Regions from separate parts of the Mus musculus genome. Here region 1 is linked to region 2. The links are chromatin contacts, called in public promoter capture Hi-C maps. All regions are on one chromosome and are shown on one strand. Each heading gives the region's core, a stretch centred on a gene start, on an enhancer-like site or on the middle of the called end of the contact. The rest is flanking DNA. Distances are from core to core; before and after follow the strand shown.

The links. Promoter capture Hi-C pulls out the DNA fragments that hold promoters and counts their contacts.
Region 1: a promoter capture Hi-C map of embryonic stem cells shows a contact between it and region 2. The contact joins the promoter of 1700021F07Rik here to the promoter of Bmp7 in region 2. A contact is called at or near these places in 2 of 39 promoter capture datasets (the HPC-7 cell line and embryonic stem cells).

What each region holds. Positions count from the first base shown.
Region 1 is chr2:173,521,268-173,523,967 of GRCm38.p6, forward strand. 1700021F07Rik (RIKEN cDNA 1700021F07 gene) reads left to right here and starts at 1,325. Exons shown (of 4, transcript NM_028158.1): 1 at 1,325-1,464. The coding sequence starts at 1,397.
Region 2 is chr2:172,938,840-172,941,588 of GRCm38.p6, forward strand. It overlaps Bmp7 (bone morphogenetic protein 7), which reads right to left and starts at 1,482. Exons shown (of 7, transcript NM_007557.3): 1 at 816-1,482. The coding sequence starts at 1,230. Gm40010 (a long non-coding RNA gene) reads right to left here and starts at 806. Exons shown (of 3, transcript XR_867069.2): 1 at 1-806.

The sequences.
Region 1 (2,700 bases), core at 75-2,574, 580 kb after region 2:
AGGAGGACCTGGGCTCTTAACAAAGCTTGCAGGAGGGGCGGGGCATCAGGCCAAGCACAGCAGCCAGCAGCTTTGCTTATTCTTAATTCCGCAGAGATTCCTAGACACTTCCCAAAGCAGGGGCAGAGTTTGCCTGGAGAGCACAGCGGATCTTTCTTCTCAGCCACTTTACACAAAGGCTTCCACAGCCACTGGACCTGGGAAAGGGGGACAGGAGATGATCCCAGCCCACCTGAGGCCCTACCCGCCCAGGAGCAAGGACACCTGGTGGTGGCCTGTTATCAGCTTATCGAGAACGCAGGCCAGGTCATTAACAGACCAATTCTGTCCTTGAGCAGGAGTGAAATGCGATGCAGCAGTGGAAAAGCACACGTGAAAACTCTAAGCAACACGCATGGGTCTCCTACAGCTTCTGCGGGAAGAGAAGGCTGGCTAGAGTCCTCAGCCTGAACAGGACCTGGTAGAGGCTTAGCCAAGCTCCTCAAGGAGGTGGAGGCGGCAGAGGGCAGTGTTCTCTGCAACCACTGGAGGTGGCTGGCAGCTCTGTTCGGTGATGCCCAGGGTCTGACAGGAGGGTGTGTTCTCTCAAATAGACATCACCAAGCTCTGTGCTCTTGGGGTTCTGCGCCCGGATGAGTAATCTAACATCCATGTTTATGTTTAAGTTTTGAAAAGGGCCAGGGACCGGGGCTGATGGTACAAGCCAGGCTACTACTCAGGGAACTGAGACAGGAGAACCTCGAAGCATAGGTCTGCCTGGGTTACAGAGTGAGTTCAAGGCCAGACTGAGCAACTTAGGAGCTCCTGTGTCAAAATTTTAAACAAGGGCTGGAGAGATGGCTCAGCAGTTAAGAGCACTGAATGACTTATCTTCCTGAGGTCCTAAGTTCAAATCCCAGCAATCACATGGTGGCTCACAACCATCTGTAATGGGATCCGATGCCCTCTTCTGGTGTGTCTGAAGACAGCTACAGTGTATTCATATAAATAAAAATAAATAAAATCTTTTTTTAAAAAATTTAAACAAGTAAAAAAACAAAACAAAACAACAAACAAACACCGAAGGCTGGGAATGTAGGTCCGGGTGGAGCATGCCAAGCCCTGCGAGCAATTCCCAGTATCGAAAGAGGAGGAGGGATCTTGGTGCTAAGTCTAGAGGTTTCTCAGAGGAGCATGGGACAGGATGACCACTGGGTGCTCAGAGGGCAGAGGCCAGGGGCAAGCTCCAGGCACCCTCATCCCCTTCAGGTGTGCGGTGCTCTCGCTTCCACTTCTGCTTCCGCTTCCTTGTCACGTGTGACCTGGCAACCGGTCTCCCAGCAACGGGACTATAATTAAGGACTCATAGTCTAAGGCAGGAGCACACGGGTTTGGGTTTGCGGAGACCGCGGGAGCCATGGCGCAGAAACCGCTCAGCACCACGGCCGCAGAGCGCATGAACCTTGTGGCCCAGGATGAGATTTGGTAAGACCCGTTGGGCTGGGCCCTTCTCACAAGTCGAGTATACACCAGGGTGGCCTCAGTTTCCCCACCAAGACCAGAAGACAGTCGACTGCTGGGAGTAACAAGAGCGCTCTAAAGATTATCGGGGTGAACATTAGGGACACAGAGATACCTCAGTCTTCCCACCCTGCCCTCCTGCCCACAGCGGAGACTGGAAGAATTCTAATAGAAAATTTAAAAAGAAGAAACAAAATTAAAACACTAATTTTTGACAACCTCGAAGGAAAGACGATTTGCCCTTTCTTGGTTTTCCCTGATTCTTTTAAATGAGAAGAAAGTTTAATTTTAAAAGATCCAGGCCCACAGGTTTGGGGGTTTGTGGAGACCTGGGAAGCCATGGGGAGGAAACTGCTTAGCACCATGGCAGCGTGGTGCCGCAGAGACAGGTGGATCTCTGTGAATTCAAGGCCAGAGTAGTCTACACAGTAAGACCTGTCTCAAACAGCAGCAGCAGGAGCAACAACAACAAATCCATTCCCTGAAAGACTTGTCTCCATCAGGCATCTGTAATGGATATTTTTGAGTGCTAAATAGTATTCCATTATTTGGCATTTTAACCACTATAGAAAGTCTAATTTAAACCTTAGATGCAAGAGAAATCTGTCCCTCTCTCTCCTCCATTCCCTCCCTCCCTCCCTCCCTCCTTCTCCCTCCCTCCCTCTCTCCCTCCCTCCCTCCTTCTCTCCTTCTCTCCCTCCCTCCCTCCTTCTCTCCCTCCCTCCCTCCCTCTCTCCCTCCTTCTCTCCTTCTCTCCTTCCCTCCCTCCCTCCCTCCTTCCCTCCTTCTCTCCCTCCCTCCCTCCCTCCCTCCCTCCCTCTCTCCCTCCCTCCCTCCCTCCCTCCCTCCATCCCTCCCTCCCTCAGTCAGCACTGGGTATGAATCTGGAGCCTCAGGAGTGCTGGGCATTTTCTCTGACACCTTGAGTCTCCAGCTTTCTTTATCTTGAGTTTAATCTTGAGTCTCCCAGGCTGGCCTCAAACTCGCCACCGTCCTGCTGCAGCTCCCTGATACCTAGGATGGCAGGCCCCTGCCTCACCTCCTCCCGTAAGCTCCCTAGTAACTGTCTCTGTGACTTTTGTCGTCTTTTTTGACACCTGTGTGGTTGGCTGAGAATGGAGACAGATGAAGAGCCGGCTTTATATTGGAACTGCTACATTGGGTTTGTTTTATAGGAAACTGTATAATTCCTGTAAGTGG
Region 2 (2,749 bases), core at 232-2,731:
TGTCTCAGACCAGCCGCAACCCAGCCTCGCATCACTCACTGGGTTGGCTGGAACTCCAGCAGGGAAACGGGTTCCCCAGCCATTCCATGGCGGCCTCTGTTCCGAGGTCCCCAGCCACCCAATCGCCAAAACCCGTGGTTTGCGCGCCACACGTGATAAACGCTGAAAATGGATTCTGCCCGCCCGGGACCTATCATTAAACATTTAAAATAGAAAACTCGCAATGGCAACGTTCTTTCCCCGGCTCCAGCCGAGAGTCCAAAGGTGGGCGACTGGCGGCTAGGCGAGGAGCCCCGCGGCACTCCGAGCGCACGCCGAAACCAGCGCTCCGCAATGGGACAGGTAGGGTCAGAGAGGGGAAGAAAAGGGGATGCGCGGGATGTCAGAACCAAGCTGGCCTCAGAGGGGCAGAGGAAAGGCGGGAAGGCAGCTTTGCCCACAAGGGCCCTTTAAATCCAGGTAGCGCGGGCCGCTGAAGCCGGTTCAGCTCACATGACCCAGCCGGGCGCTTTGAACTAAGCCGCTGCCGAGCCGGGACCTCCCGCCCCTGAGTGAGATGAACCCGCGGCGGAGCAGACAGAGACTCAGGGCTGGGGGTGCACCCTCCGGATAGCCCGGACAAACCCTCCGAGCCAGCAAGACTTATCCGAGACGCACAGAGCTTAAAGTCTACTAAGACCCCGGGGCGAAGAGTCTCTGGCGGGCACTGATGCTTTGCAAATGGAAAGGTGGACCACAGTGGCTGTAAGCAGAGACCCTCTCCCAGTCCCAAAGTGGCCCCAGTCTGAAATATATCCCCTCCCACCGCCACTCACCTAGGTTGACGAAGCTCATGACCATGTCGGCGTCAGTGAGGAAGTGGCTGTCCTGCAGGCTGGCTAAAGGGGGGCCCTGGGTACTGAAGACGGCCTTGTAGGGGTAGGAGAAGCCCTGTCCGTCCGGCCCGCTCTCCTCCACCGCCATGGCGTTGTACAGGTCCAACATGAACATGGGCGCCGAATTATGCTTTCCCTGGAGGTGCGGGCGCGGGCGATGGGGCAACCCTAAGATGGACAGGATCTCCCGCTGCATCTCCCGCCGCTCCTGGCTGCGGAGGCGCCGGTGGATGAAGCTGGAGTGCACCTCGTTGTCCAGGCTGAAATCGGCCAGGGCGGAGCGCAGCAAGAACAGAGGCGCCCAGAGCGCCACGAAGCTGTGTGGCGCCGCAGCGCGCAGCGAGCGCACGTGCATCGCGCCGGCTCTACGCGCGATCCGGGGCACCGGGCCCGCGCCGCCCCAGGTGGCAGCGGAGGGGGCAGGGCAGCGGTCCACGACCCGAGGTCACTTGCTGCAGGCGAGCTTCAAGGCGGCCTCGCCACACATGGCCACTCCCCGGCCGGCTGCGCTTTGCCCGGGACGCCCCTGTCCTTTACTCAGTTCTGGCCCGGGGCCCCTCGGCCCGCACTCGCCAGGACGCACGGCAAGGCTAGCACAGCAACTCCAGAGAGCGAGCAAGAGAGCGAGGAGGCGGGCCGGGGTGGGAGGAGCAGCAGCTTGCAGACCTACAAGTCCGGAGAGCGAGTGCCGGAGAGGCAGCTGGGCGCTGAGCGAACCCTAGCTCCCTCCTCCCGCTCTGATCGCGCTCGGGCCCGCGGGCACCAGCAACAAACCCCTTTCCGATCTCCCGCGTGCCCAATACAAGGGCCCTGCGCGCCCGGATCGCCCGCCCGCCGCCTCGGGAGCCCCGGAGTTGGGCGCGCTGGGGCCGGGGAGCGGGGGAGGAGCGGGAGGACTGACTTCCCCGCCCCTCCCGCTCCCGCTGCCTCCCACCTGCGCCTGTCCCCGCCCTCCCCAAGCCTGGCCCAATGGCTTCATTCATTCCTCCCAGGGCGCTCTACAAATATTTACCGAGTGCCCACCGGGTGTCCGGCACTGGGACAGACGCCGCAGGGACCCAGAGAGAAGAATCCCAATCTGCCCAGCTCTCTCGGGACTCGCACTTGGAAGTGGCCAAAGTGTAGCAACTAAGGGCTGTGCTAGGAAAGCATCCGGGAGGGAGCGCAGGAATCCGAGAAGGCTCCTCGGAGGTGGCCACTCTTGGACCTGGCTCATCTTTCGAACCGCCCCCCCCCCAACACTCCATTTGCTCCAGTCATGCAAAACCCCCTCGGTACCCCCACCGCTTGCCCCTCTGCTATCCTGGCTTTTGTTCCTCGGGGAACGTTCTCTCCCTGCCCCTCCCCCCTCGGGTGCCACTTCCTCTGGGAACCTTCCAGGACTGGCAGAGATAATGTGGAGATAAAGTTCTTTCTACACTTCACTCCCCCAACACACACACACATACACACACACACACACACACACACGCGCACACACACACACACACACACACACCTCCCCTCAAGTCCAGCACCCAAGGGATCCGGGCCCAGGTACTTCTCGGCTTTTCCTTCCCAAGTATCTTTTAACCCAAAGCCTTCAAACCCCAGATGCTGCAGCTCTACAGAGTACATAAGTGAAATCTGGGACTAGAGAATGTTCCCACCCCCCTCCTCTCTTGGGGGGGCGGGGTCCTGACATGAGTCCTTTGGTACCTCACTGTCTAACAACCCCACCCCTAGCCCCAGGTAGGGCCTGAGGAGTAGGCAGTTGGTACCCAAGTTCAGAAGAGCTCCCGACTGCATTTTCCTGTCTCAAAGGACTAGCCTCCCTCTCCTCCCAGGAGGAAACGTCCCAGACAGATACTGGGTCTCTCAGTGGATTGCTGCTC